Linked DNA regions of Zea mays: regions 2 and 3 are each linked to region 1. A link is a contact called in public Hi-C data. All regions are on one chromosome and are shown on one strand. Each heading gives the region's core, a stretch centred on a gene start, on an enhancer-like site or on the middle of the called end of the contact. The rest is flanking DNA. Distances are from core to core; before and after follow the strand shown.

Region 1 (4,771 bases), core at 808-3,307:
CGAAAACCCCAAAACCTTTTCGGGCATCGACGTGCACGGAGGGTAGTAATTCATCCTTAGAACTTGCACGGCATATTTATCACTCATCAGTTCTGGGTCAATATTCAGAATTTTTCCTATGGCTGTTACAATGGAGTGAGCAACTTTCTCCAATTCAACAGAATAATCTTCAAGGGATTTCCTGACATCAAAAATAAAGAATTATATATATGTAACTATGTAGAACTTTTCTTTAAATCTTGTCTATATATATATATATACCACTATATAATCCATTAGTTTAATCTTTTCAAAATCCACCCAACCAAATTACCACTACACTCATAATCTTCACTAAATCCACTAAAAGAAACTGCACCTAGACTTAACACATCATCAAAACTAACGGTTCAGATCGTCGAATAATCACTCTGCCTTACTCACCCAAATCTAATTGACAGTGTTATTTAGATTATCTCTCACCCCTTTCCCTCGCCCACCGCCCGCAGTCGCCCCCTCCCTCCGCATCCCTTCTGCCCCCTCTCCTCACTCACGTAGTAGTTGCCACCGTCAACCCCTTCTATCGCGCCACGCCACCGTCGTCGACCTCTCCTCTACTCTCCCTAGCATCGTAGCGTGTTAACACGAGTTATACAGTAGTCATAGACTCATAGTCATATAAGGTAGTTAAAATAAATTAAGAAACGTCCATATCCGATGCTAACCTGAAAGTAAGAGGTTGAGTCGGCCAATGTTTCATGTCACGGGCCGGAGGAGGCTGACTGATGATGCAAAACATGTCTGCCCAGTCAAGCTTTTGATCGTTGGAAACAACGTATGCTTGACCATATCCTTGAAGGTCTCCTGGGGTTTGCGCGTAAGCATTCTTCACGTCCAGCGGCAGCTCAAAGAACTCCTGAATATCGCGCTTTATGTTCACCATAACCTCTTCTGGAACTCCATGACTCAATACCTGTGAGTGAGTTACGGCAAATGAAGTGAATTGCTATTTTTGACAACCAGCAGGATAAGCACAAATCTTACACGAAATTATTTTTCGTAAAGAAGCAAAAGCAGTTGTCATTCACACACAGCACTACTTATGTTCTCGAAAGCGCTTACCCGTCATTAATTTAAGGAAAACAGTTTTAGGTCCTAGAAGACTAGTACATCATAGGACCTCCTTTTGACGCGAACCAACAAGCATACATGAACACATCTACGATGGAGAAATCCACAAAACAAAACTAATTTGAGACAGTATTCAGAAAACCGCACTTGTTTTTAAGCAATTAAAAGAACAACGCTAATTTCATTAAATGAATTTATAAAACAATACTCCATTTATTTTTTTTCATTCTTTTATTTCTCACTTCACAAGTAAATTGACCAAATTGGCCCTTTCATTTCATAGCCTTATTTTTTATCTATTCTATCCAAAGCATAACATAAATGCATATAAATATATAAGATATATTTTTATATTGTTAAGCATAGTATTAAACATACAAATACAAGTAAACACAGATATTCTATAAAGGAAGAGGTATAAAATTAACCATTGAACTTCAAATCTATATTTTGAACGGAGGGAGTAGTTTTCAAAGAGCATACATTTTTTTAATAGAACGAGTGATTGCAGTTTTAGAAAAAACAACTACGCCAAAATAAAAAAGAAAGGAGCAATATGTTTTTATAAATCTAGTTACATTTAAAATTGATTGGCTCTTCAAGATACGGGATATACATACTTTTCTGCATAACAGGATTAGTTCAAACTACGTTTCTAACTTATAATGAATGGAGGCACCTACTTGAAAGAATCCCCACTCCTCGCAAGCATATCTGAGCTTGGCCGCCGCCTCCTCTTCCCAGTGCTGTGGGTTGAGTCTTCCAAGGTCAACCACCGGAAGCTCACCGGAGTGCTCGTAAAGGACTGCGTCCTTGTCGATGTCCGGCCTAATGTACCGCTCCAGTGCATCTGCCGTTAGCTCGCCGGCGTCGTAAGCAGCAAGATCCTGCACGTTCCTGACGGGGATCGTTGTAGCCACCTGTGATATTCTGCTCTCACTGGCCATCACCACCTCTAGCACCACTCTGCTTAATTAGCTTCTTTGCTCAGGCTGGCAGACTTAGGATGCTACGGGGACGGTAAGACAGGTATATATACAAAGGATTCCTTCATTGTAAGTATCGCGAAGCCAATCAGATGCATTTGTTCTTTTCATTACTATCACAAAGGTGCTTTGGTCTATGTGTTTGGACGACCGATCGATGCTTGAAAAACAATATATGGCCGGCGGCTAAGAGAAGTAATTTTTTTTTTTGGAAAAAAGTCTAAATTACTCTCCTCACCACTCCTCACCTATCGACAAATATCCACACGACACTTTAAACTATTTTTAATTTATTTTATCCCTCTACTTCTTTGAGTTAGTTCAATCTACTCTTTAACAAGATTTGTCTTTTTTGTTTATGCATGTACAAGTTGAAATTTAAGTTTATTTATATTTTCTGAGGTGACTGAGGACATCATAACTTACTAGTTAAGTGCACATGCATTGCGATAGCATATAAATTATTTGATAAAATGTTAGCGCACAACGATTACATAAAATAAAAATAATACATATTACTATCGATCTTAATACCAGACAAATTCTCCTAGTAACCGAAGACAATGTCTCATTGAGCTCAATATGCAGTCTACCATCTCACTTGAGCCATGTCTGCTACTTCTCGTACTTAACATTGAGCTAGACCTACCAGCTAACGGCAGTGGACTCCACTGATGTGCTTCTCGCATAACCCAGGTGATTCCCCTCAGAAACATTACTCCTAGCCAAGGAGCTCTCCATTCCTTCTCAGGATTGTTTCTTCGGCTACAAAGACAGATACCAACCCTGCACAGTCAGTAAAAATGATTTGTAATTTTCCTTCCTTTTCTTCATTTAAAATCCACAAGCCATATAAATTCTAGAAGCAGGGGAACCAAACAATGAGTAGGACAAAAAAAGTAGGACAATGCATTTATAAGGTATTCAGATAATTTATGCGAAAATAGGAACGAACAATGAGTACTAACAGAAAAAGAATTTATAAGTTAATGACTCCGCGTTTAAGCATAATGTGTTAGTTATGTACCAAAGAATGGCAAGAGAAAGGCAACGCATAGAGTACGCAGCATAACAATGAAGACTATCCATCAAAAAACCCGTTGGGTACTCCGAGCCAATGGTTTTATCACCAAAGAATATCTGCAAGTGGTTAATGATGAGGACATCAACCCCAACAAAGGAATGGCTACTCCAACTGTAATACCCACTTTGTAAGAAAAATCTAAGAGGAGAAATTATATGCCTTTGCATATATGAGTGTCATTCCTATTTATCATTTCATGTGGACACCTCACTTACACCAATAAATAATCAACAAAAGACACTCAACTAAATTATGCATCATGCTGGGATTTTCTTTTGTGTGCATTTGGTGACAATATAAAAAAATAGTGTGACAAGAAATATATTAAAGTCCAAAAAGGGAATTTAAGATCTAAAGGAAATTCAATGATTTAGGAAAAGAAAAGAATGAAACAATAATATGTGAGTGAAATGAGTAATAAATATATATATATATATAATAAAATATATTATTTTTATAATGGGATTTGAATATGTAAATTTTACCCAAAGGTTAAACTCCTAAAAGGATTCAAAATCCAAATTTGGAAATTGAAAACAAAAATGAAAAAAAAACAGAAAATAAAAGAAAAAGAGGAAGAGAACTCACCTGGGCTGTGGAACTCATTTCAGCCCACCAGTAGAAGAACACCGCGCGGCCCAGCTCTTTCGCGCCCACTCGCGCGTGCTGCTTACAAATGGGCCCCGCGCATCATCCGCTGCTTCGCACCCGCGTTGAACCGGTCTCTCAATGCGTTCGCGGACCCACGGGATAGTCACTCAATGGCGCGACTCCGTCTTCCTCGCGTGACGGCCACCTCCGAGCATGCCGCGCGCCTCCCGTAGGCTTCGGGATTCCGTTGAGGTTCGCTCTGACCTGGGGATAAGAACCCCCCCTGGACGCCGTGCGGGTCCTCCTACCTTGTTTCCCTGCACAGAAACGCACCGCCGCCACCGCGATTTCACATTCGGAGCAGGGGTCTGAGACTCGGGCGAAGAGCCAAGTGCTCGCCGGTTGTGATAAGCAGGGTTTGGAGTAGGCTTCTGACAACCACGGATCCAAATGTGCGAACTGCGGTGTGCTGGGCATCGGGTGGTGCGGCCAGTTCCTCGCCGAAGCCCTCTGCAAGCCGCCATTGCTGCCGACCTCGCGTATCGGAAATTTCCCCGCAACCACAGCCACTATTCGACCCGTGGAGCTTCGGTTGGACCTGCGGTTGGTGTTTCCGGGCACACTGCGCAGGATTGACGGCCGGTGACGAGTGAATTTGTCTCCGGAGTCGAAGCACCGCCGTGTCCGCGCGCTGCCGTGGCCAGGGAGTTCGGCGCTCCGATTCAAGGTAACGACACTGCCCTTGCATTCGCTTACTCCCTAGGATCGAGTAGGTAACCTCGGGTTTGATTAGGGGGGCGGCGAGTCACCTGCTAGCGCCGGTGGTCGATCGCCGGCGAGATTAGCGCCGCCGCGTGTTCCTGCCAGGGGAGAAACTTTGGGTGCTTCGCGTCGGCCATTGGATTTCGCGGGTGCGGCCCAGATTAGATGCTAAGTTACCGTTTCGCCGTATGGAATCGTGTTCGTCGATCAGCGTGTCAACGGCATAGATCGGATCTAC
Region 2 (4,771 bases), core at 1,511-4,010, 230 kb before region 1:
TCAGCAAGGATTTGTGCCTCTTCTTCGTGTGCTTGCACGGTAGCTGCCTTAACATGCATAAGGGATTCTTGAATTTCGGCAATCTCACTACGAAGTTGGTTAGCTTTTTCTATGTTGGCTTCAGTTGTATGCAGTGATTCCTCTTCCTGCTGGGCAGCAGACAACCTCATATCCAAAGATGTTTCAAAATCCTTCTTGAGCTTTCTAAGCTCTTGTTTTGCTGCATCAAGGTCTGCCAAAGCAACAGCATACTGCTCCCTTGCACTTTCCAGTTCCTGCTTCAGAGCACCATCTGTTCCTAGACCTTCACTTGTGCTGCCACCTTCAAGCTGCTTGATTTGAGTCTTTGCATCCTCTGTTGCCTGGATGGCCAACTGTTTGGACTTGTTAATCAGATCCAGCTTGGCTGTTAGCTCCTCAACAGTTTTTTTAGCTTTCTCTAGCTCAGAGAGAGCCTGTACTCTCGTTGTCTCAGCATTACTGAGCTGTTCCTTGTATTTATTCAACTCTTTCTGGGCCATGTGCAACTCTGTCTCCTTGGCTAAAACCCTCTGGTAAACATAATTCCAAAAGATGCAAAACATCAGAAGCATATATTGAGAAACAGGCATGTAATCGTTCAGGTTACATAGACAGTCTTAAAGTTGATATGACAGGTGACCTATGTCAATGTATCATTATAGGTACAAACTGAAGGAGCAAAACATAGAGAAGCAATTAAGTCATTAAATATGTTCCCTAAATACAGAAAACATATTGGGATATCCGGCTATAAGATTAAAATTGCAAGTTGAAAGACAGTTAAGTTGCTCCTCGAGTTGTAATTGGTAGAAGGAAAAATAGTAGAGTTGTAATAGCAGGTTCCAGTTCAGCAACTGTGGTAGAGAATAGTGAGGTTCACTGGAAAATTTTAATCCTTCAATTGGACAACAATCTAGCACTGGCATTTATTCCTCTGTTCAAGGAATGTTAATTATCTGTATGCATAACACTTGTTCAAACTATTTCTAATAGTATTTGATATTCCTCCATCATACTGTCTATTCGCAATCTACGAAAACAAATTAGTAAACCAGCTTGATCTAAAAGCATTTCTTTTCTCAATTGAACTAGCGATTGCAAAGTAATGGATTCAAGAATCCAACTACTGTTCAGACCATGCAGCACTCCCATTTGTAAGAAAACTGAAGAAATAATATAAACAATAATTAAAAAGCGTGTTGCTTCACTAATGAGATGCAAGGCAGTCGTCTTTGTTCATAAGACTTCTACATTTCTACAATCTGTAAATTCATAATATTTCGTATTATAAAAAAAATCCTCTTTATATCAAATGGATGTAAAGAAAATAAGAGGGTAAAGGTCAATTCAGATTTGAGTAGTAGTGTCCCCAAGTGATAGATGGACACGGGTATAGATATTGTTGTCCGACCCAGGTGAGAGTGTTTTATTCTGCAGAATTTCCAGAAAGCTTCCAAAACATAACACAAATGTGAAATTGTTAAGTCTGACAAATCAACTGTAGCAAACAAAAGAGAGAATATCAGGGCACGTAGTTTTTTTATGTATTCTAGTCCTATCTATTTTAAGGTTCGTTCCACAGTGGCAATATTAATTACCGCAGTGCAATTGTTTATGCCCTGTCTCCATGATTTTCTCATTTTGAGTAACCATCCCATCCAATTGTCAGGACATACTCAGGTCTAAAATAGAGATAAACAAAGGGGAGAAGGGGGAACAGCTTTGATAAAGAAAAATGTTTGATTACCTCTGTTTGAGGAGCCTTGGGCTTTCTTTCAGCTGATTTGTCAGATGAAAAGCGGACCTCACCAAATAAACTCACTGCAGCTTTAACAGATTGAATTGGAGCCCTTGTATCTATTTCGCCAATCTCCCCTTTTTCTGCATCAGCAGATGGTGGACGAGCTTTTGTGCCCATATTTGCCTTCATTTATTTAAATATTTTACGCAAGCTGCAACAGGAAAAAAATGAGTTAAAACAAAGATGGTGGTAGGAAAGTCATTGGGGTGTGAAGTCAATAATAATGAAGTTGAACATGATAAAAAATGGAGTGAAGAAATTACTAGGCAGCATGAAGAAAATAATAATCTATGGTTTCTCGACCTTTCAAAATCGCATATTTGAGCCATAATACCAGGAATTGGTTGTCACCAGTATGACAGGTTAGTGACATTCAAATCCTTGATGAAAACCAGTGAATCCTGGATTACATGCAGCACAAAAAACAACACGCCTGCTCCCAACCTTTCTGCTCTTCCCCACCCCATGGATCCTAGAAACAAGATTCAATCTAGGGCTTAAACATTCCACAGTGTAGAGCTTCACCCATGACAATCTGATACAATATTATGGCAACAACAATGGCCTTTCTCGGTGTGCATATTATGGTGGAGGGGGGTTCAGTTGAACTTGAACCACACACAAAAGAAAACAAGCTTTACATTTGCAATAGCCCCACCACGCAGAGAACAAATCCACAACGAAACCAGACGAATCGGGGCGTTGAAGCATAGGCAAAGATTCCGGTTATAGGCCTTAGTGTAAAGGGACGATTCTACAAACAAAATGGGAGCAAAATCAGCAATTTGGGGAGTTCTTACCAAGCACGAACGAAGAAATCGACAACCAATGCCAGAGGGTAATGGGACGACCGGAGTGCGGGTGGGGGAGAGATATGCAGCCGCGGTGGGAGAGTCTAAATCTGGGTGGGTTGCGGCCGTGCGGGGCTCGTGGTGCCGTGTTCGTCGGGTGAAGCTGTGAAAAAAACGAGGGGGCGGTGGTAGTTTCGAGGAGCTCGACAAGGAATTGGGATGGGTCCGGTTCACAACTCACGAGCGGGGGAGGACCCGATGAACACAGTTGGTTTAGGTTTACTCTAACCAAATGATTATCAAGCTAAATTTTGATTACTCAACAACAAATAACTCTTTAATATATTAGCCATCTAACTCACCAAACTATCCAGTTTTTAAAATTGGCTCTCTTTAGTTAAACTTAGCTAACCACTCTAACTAAATAGAGTCCGTTAAAGTGAGATGTTATACATAAACTGTAAACTTTATAAAAAAGTAAATCTCTACTACATCATATGTATCTACCGAGGACGTCCACCCAACATCACCACGTCCCCGCCCCGTCCCCGCATCGCGTCTGCGCCGTCCTCGCACGACGTCATCGTGTCCGCGCCGCTCCAGTAGCCCTCGCGTCCTCCCTCTCTTGTAATGGCGCGCCAACACCCCCAACTCCCCGCTACCCACCCCTCGGAAATCTCGCCGCCCCCTCCCCCACTGGCGGACACAACGTGTGATGCCTCCACCCCCAACTCACCTTGTCCGCGCCCGACACCGACAAAGACGGCACAACTATTGTTTCTCTCCGGCGTGGGCTACGACGCCACCGCCCGCGCACGCATCAACTGGACCCACCCTGCTCGTCTACGCCGGGCCTAGATCCCACGCGCCCACACGTGTAGGGTTGAAAGCAAGAGACGTGATGGTGGCGGTTCTGCAAGCCACGCCGCTCAAAACCCCATTCATCTCCAGTCGGCGCGTCGACGGCGTGGGGGCATGACCGCGTCTGAAAGTTGCGGGCTTCCGGTGCTCCGCGACGGCGAGGAGCTACAACATCACGCTCCTCCCCGGAGACAGCATCAGCTGGAGGTGGTCGCCGTCGCCAAGGACGTGTTGTCCCTCGCCAACGCCCTCAAAGGTAAGCTGCTTCGTCACCATACAATGCTTGGTGCCTTAGCCCTTGAACTCTTAGGCATGAACATGTAGCAGGATCATGACCCTCCTTGTTTGCTTCCTAACGCCCGACGTAGGAATCGACCACCGGTTCCAGGAAAGCTGATGGGTGGCTCAGCGTTGGACGCCATCGGTGTGCTGCTCCCCGATGAGACGCTCGACGCGGCCAAGGGTTCTGACACCGTCCTCCTCGACGCCATTGGAGGGTGAGCGGATTTGTTATTGTCATTTCTGTAGCAGACACAAAGCCGTGCATTGCATCCTTTTAGTTGGAATTGCGCTCCCACACCTGCGCTATGAGTACTTAGATGATGTTTAGTGATTGTAGCTATAAGTGGTCGCACATATCAAGGTGAGCTAACTATTTTCTTATACCTACCCAGTAGATCAAGGATCTCAAGGGTGACCTGACTATTCTTCGCAAAGTATGTGAATTGTTCTTTGGTCACATTTTAATGTGATTATATAGTTATTTAATTCGCAATAATGTTTGTATAATATGACTTTCTAAATGTTATTAGTATATGTAAATACTGTGTTTATAATTCATGCTGGTGTGAAATACTGGTTGTGGTATGTGTGTATTATGAATTTCACATCTGCTGGGAAGCCACCACGTATTGTTGATGGGGGCCATCTTAAATTCATTTATTGCTGCTAGGTTCCGAGTCTGCACGACCCATAGTGGATACAAAGAAAAGCTCTGGCCGAGTCTGCCGATGACCTTCATTATGTTCCTTGCAGGTAATTGCTAGGAGAAAAAAGAAGAATCAAGTGTTGGAACTAAGTAAGTTCATTTAGAACTTTAGGTTCATATTAATTAAGATAAGAATGTTACATTTTTTATTTAGAATTTCAAGTATGTCAAATAAGCAAAAAGATGTATGATCTTCTTTTATACTGCATTATCGAAATGTACAATGATCACATATTATGATCCATACATGCTACATCGGCAAATAAGCAACATTTGCTTACTGCAGAAACAGATCTTTATATCCTTTCT
Region 3 (4,771 bases), core at 1,540-4,039, 200 kb after region 1:
GTTGGCGACCGCGTTCACGCCTTTCTACTCTATCGCCGCGATGTCGTATGCGCAGGCGCCTTCTTCTTGAGTGACTGGAACGGAACAGGCAGAGGTAAATATTCCCGAAAACACGCCCAATTCTTACTTCCCATCTCCCGTTCTGATGACGCCTGTGCAGTGTCTTGAGCATCTGACGTTAGATGCAGCTTTGGGGCTACTAGTTAATGGAGACATCGAATCAGTTCTTTTTTCCTTTTTATTTTGTCTAATTTATCATTCTCTTAGATGTCAGTCTTTACCTAGTGATTTGACGGGCAGAGTTACGCTGAAGAAGTTGGAATGGTTCTTCTCAAAGAAATCTGTTAATTTGAATGGTTCTTCATTTTTACCAGCGATTCTCAACAATTTATCTAAATTTCTTAAAAAATAGGGTCATCAAACTAGCGCTAATAATGTATTATTATTAACAATCGAGATGTAAATATTAGTACATCAAATGTGGCAGCTACTTTCGCTCTCACGCTTGCTGCCCGCGTTACAATTTATTTTATAGAATGACAAGATAAATATCCATCACAAGTATAGAATAATACACACAATTCAATGATCAACACCGTTGACTGTTCCTATATACGGAGTACATATGCGTCTAGCCCCTCCCTCCGAACAGCGCCTTGAGTTTGACGATCTGCAGTTCGTCCAGGTTGGTCACCTTGTTCACGACCTCTGTGGGCAGGTCGTTGGCGAAGAGCGCGAAGTCGAGGATCTGCAGGCCGGGGTTGTCGCTGCTGAACGAGGACAGCGTCAGTGCGTCACCGCCGTGGTGTTGCCGTGGCTGTACTGGAAGTGGAGCTGGCCCTGCGGGAGCACCATCAGTCGCCGGCGTACAGCGTCTTGGTGTACACCCTGTTGAGCGTGGCGCTGATGAAGCCGGAGACGACGCTGCCCTCGATGACGAAGATGAGCTCGGTGCCTCCCGGGTGGGAGTGCAGCGGCGCGACGCCGCCCGGGACCATCACCATCCGCGCGGTGGAGATGCCCGAGGAAGAGCAGCGCTCGGGGAGAGGAGCTCCGTGGATCCGTTGTAAGAAACGGACTGCCGTAAAAACGAGGATTACTGCAGCTAAATCTGACGCAGATACTACAATTCCGAAGTTCAACGAATTATAATACTAAAATTCCAATTGCTCTGTTCGGGATACCTATTTTCAGAAGCCCAGTGTTAGCGATATCACGGTTCCAAAAAGCTCTCCACCCACCGCCTCCCCGTCAAACGGCGCCGCGCCGCAAGGGGCGTCCAAGGTTTCCTCGTCCTTCACCCGCCGTGAGTTTGACACTCCCTCCCAGACCTCTCGTCCCTGCCGTCGCCCTTGTTGGCCCACCTCGCCCTGGGGCACGACCACCGACTCGCTTCGCCGCCGACCCACGCGTCGGCTCATGTTCAACCGCTGGCCTCCTCGGATCCCGTCCACCGCCCTCCCCGCATCTCGGCCGAACGTTGCTCTCCCGCCGCAGGCTCCCGTCCGGTGGCGCACGACATCTCTACATCCGTGTGGCACGACGCTCATCTCCGCGACGTGCTGCTCCGATGCGGCATCATGGGTGCTGCGGACGGCGCCACCAACGTGTGCTTGGTAGGCGGCGATGGCGACAACTGCAAGTACGGCACCAGCCTGCAGCGCATCTCAGATCTCGGATTTTTTTGCCATCAATCAGCAAGCGCGGCAGGAGGGAGCAGAGCCGGAGATGGGGCGGTGCTGGTGCTGCTGCCGGTACCTAAAGCTGCTATGCTTGGTTCTCCTCCCACCGCTCAACTTATGCCTGCACCACAGCTGCTGCTCCAATCTGTCCCCATTCTCACCGCCGAAGATTCGCTCCATTTTCTATGGCACCTAGAGTTGGCCTTCAGGGGAAGACCGCTCCACAGGCCAAGAAGTCGTGGGGTTCCGAGATTGCCAGTAGCGGTGGCCGGAGCTCCTCCGATGTTTCCACGCCATATGCTACGACGTCTTGTGCTTCCACGCCGGATGCCACAATAGACAAGGTGAGGTCGAGATGTTTCTCTTTTCCTTACTGGAGACTTATAATCAATTGAGTTGTGCTCAAGCATCGTTCCTTGATTTTTCTCTAAATCAATTGGTGCCTGCAGCATATTAAGACTGTCATGTCTCTCAATCTCTGCCCATACTTGAAGCCAATCTGGCTGATCACAAAAGACAGTCATCACCCTTTACCGCACGTAGCAGCCCAGTATTCGAGATTAAATCCTGAATTTGATTGTTAAAAGATATCATCATATCAACGAAGCTAGGCCACAAGACTAGCCTGATACACTGTGATGCCTGCACCACTTAAGGTACTACTTTCCTGAAGAAAGTCAATTTGCTGACAATGCAATGACCATTCCCTTGCCTATTCACATGGAGAAACTTGATGTTCATATAGAAATAAATATTTCTAGACACTTCAAGTAATAAAAATACAAAACAACTTAAGACTACGTATGAATGGCTCAAAATAATCATTAGTCACAAAGCTGAAAATACACCGTGACCTAACTTTTTTAATTGTGGTCTCACAGTTTGATGTATATAGTGCAAAATTTCTTTCAATCTTTGCTTACTTCAACTTCTTTCTATAAAGTGGACATAATCTAACTTTCCAGGCACATGCCCTAGAAGATGAGATCTTTTCTTCATTGCATGAATTCTTGAGAACCTTTATTTGAATTCTAGTGTTAATTTCTTTTCAATTGATTTTCTCCCTGCTGATATACATGCTTATAAAGAAAAATAAAATTATTTCTTTTTCACTTATATATGTTTAACCTTTTCATGAGAGCAGCTTTATATATTCACGATTTCTTGTTGGGTTGCCAACGTTATGTTTATATTGACCAACTTTATTAGGACACTGCATTCTGGTATTTGGCACTTAACAGTTCCACTTTGCAGGAAGAAAGGTTCAGATTGTGAGACAAAGGATATATGTACCATATCACTGCTCCTCTATCAAGCATCAGTTCTCATTATGTATATAGTTTTACCATTATGACATCCATTTTCCTTATCAAATGAATATCCATTTTATCCCTAGGAAGAATGGGATAACTGTTAGTATTAATTAGGTATGTGATATTCGTGAAAGGCACTGTGACTTTACTACATGAATATGCTCAAATCACTTTAATATAAAACCCTTCATATAACACATGGTAACAGAACTGTTACTTATATTTCCTCTAACCATTCTAGACGATTTACCCTACAATCTTTCAGTTCCTTCATTAATACTTTTCTTTTCAATTCATGCCTGTGTTCTTATACAACACACAAATGACTACTTATGTTTTATAGCTCCGTCTAGTTTAGAATCGTAGAATTTCCTGCCCGTGCAAGCATTAGATTGTTTTTTGGATTGGTTAACTAACAGTTATCGATAATTATTTGTTGTAGTCACTGTTGTTTTCTTTTTTCCTTTTTTTACTTGATTCAAGGACTGCTAGTGGCCGAAGGGCACTGCCTCCTCCTTTTGCTTTTACGTGCTGCAAGACCATTGTTATGTATTTCATGTTTATTATTACTTCGAATACGGCTAGAATACAATGTTTTAACAAGGTATGGTGATGGATTACTCTCGGTTGTTGATTAATCTTGTAGCACGTCCTTTACTAAATATTGTGTTTAAATGGCGAAGGATGATGGAGATACAATGAACACGAAAGTCATTATTATTTTTAGCCTTGGCGCTATATGTTTGTTAGCAGAGGTTACATGATTCTTCTTTCGGAATAGGCGGAAAAATGAGAGCCTTCACTGTTGTTTATTTAGTAGAGGTTGAGATCGTATTTCAAATTATTAAGAACACTATTGTTTTAGATTCTTTCACATATTCATACGTTTGAAAAAAAACCGCATTCTCCATGATGTTTTGGTCATAGAGAATGTAATAAAAGTCCATTAAATAGCATTGATACTCCCATACTATAGTATTTTCCTTTGTGTTGAGGATTAATGCAACCACAGTGTTGTGGTTTGAACACTAATCGAGAAGGCCTCTTTACTGTTGTCTAGGTCAGTTATAACTTTCATATATGTGCTTCCATACACTTTAATGTTAGTAGTACAATTGCTGTTAGCAGATTAAAAACTTAGTTAAACATATGCGTACTCACATATTTATTATTTCTCTTTACATCAAGGATTCCCATGGACATGTGGTTGTCCATTACACAGATGTTGATACAAATGTTCAGCTCCTTTTTAGGTAAGTTATATGCACTACCTCTTTCAGTGACAACATGTACACTTATGTATTTATGTTGCGATGTTGCTTGCTTTCGAGCATTGTGACACAGTCACACTGCTACCAATATTTTTATCTAACACAATTAAGAAGTAGAAATGTGATGTTCTTTTAGCATTTTTTTTCTTTGGTTTGGAGGGGACCCAAGAAATGCTACAAGTTTTATTTGCTTCTAATGAAAATTATTGATATGTCGTCGGTTCCAAGCGATAGATATGTCGGCTAATCGTCTCAAGGAGAAGGATCCACCCCTGATTTTGTACCTGCACTTAAAAGCGCACAATGTCGAAAAAGAACTTGACATCAGATGTAATTTCTCTGTTTTAGAAAATATACCTCAAACTTTCTGACATAAGATATTCCTTAACATATTAACATATAGTATAATTGGTAGGTCCTCCTACTGGATACAAGAGAATCACAATAAGCTCAGAAACATATTTTGAATTAACGTAGATTGGCTTTGAGAGGTAAAAAATATGTA

What was found. A called contact is a pair of places that touch in the nucleus more often than the background predicts.
Region 2: a Hi-C map of tassel shows a contact between it and region 1, with 3 times the contacts expected there. The contact joins the promoter of LOC100501212 here to the promoter of LOC103652111 in region 1. A contact is called at or near these places in 4 of 25 Hi-C or Micro-C datasets (bundle sheath, ear, endosperm and 1 more).
Region 3: a Hi-C map of ear shows a contact between it and region 1, with 3 times the contacts expected there. The contact joins the promoter of LOC100193153 here to the promoter of LOC103652111 in region 1. A contact is called at or near these places in 2 of 25 Hi-C or Micro-C datasets (ear and endosperm).

Annotation. Positions count from the first base shown.
Region 1 is chr3:97,612,151-97,616,921 of Zm-B73-REFERENCE-NAM-5.0, reverse strand. It overlaps LOC103652111 (S-norcoclaurine synthase 1), which reads right to left and starts at 2,057. Exons shown (of 4, transcript XM_020550828.1): 1 at 1,794-2,057; 2 at 705-952; 3 at 1-181. The coding sequence starts at 2,057.
Region 2 is chr3:97,841,142-97,845,912 of Zm-B73-REFERENCE-NAM-5.0, reverse strand. LOC100501212 (WEB family protein) reads right to left here and starts at 2,760. Exons shown (of 3, transcript NM_001195994.1): 1 at 2,623-2,760; 2 at 1,769-1,973; 3 at 1-551. The coding sequence starts at 1,951.
Region 3 is chr3:97,408,517-97,413,287 of Zm-B73-REFERENCE-NAM-5.0, reverse strand. LOC100193153 reads left to right here and starts at 2,789. Exons shown (of 16, transcript NM_001358658.1): 1 at 2,789-3,014; 2 at 4,184-4,248. The coding sequence starts at 2,866. It also overlaps the pseudogene LOC109944826.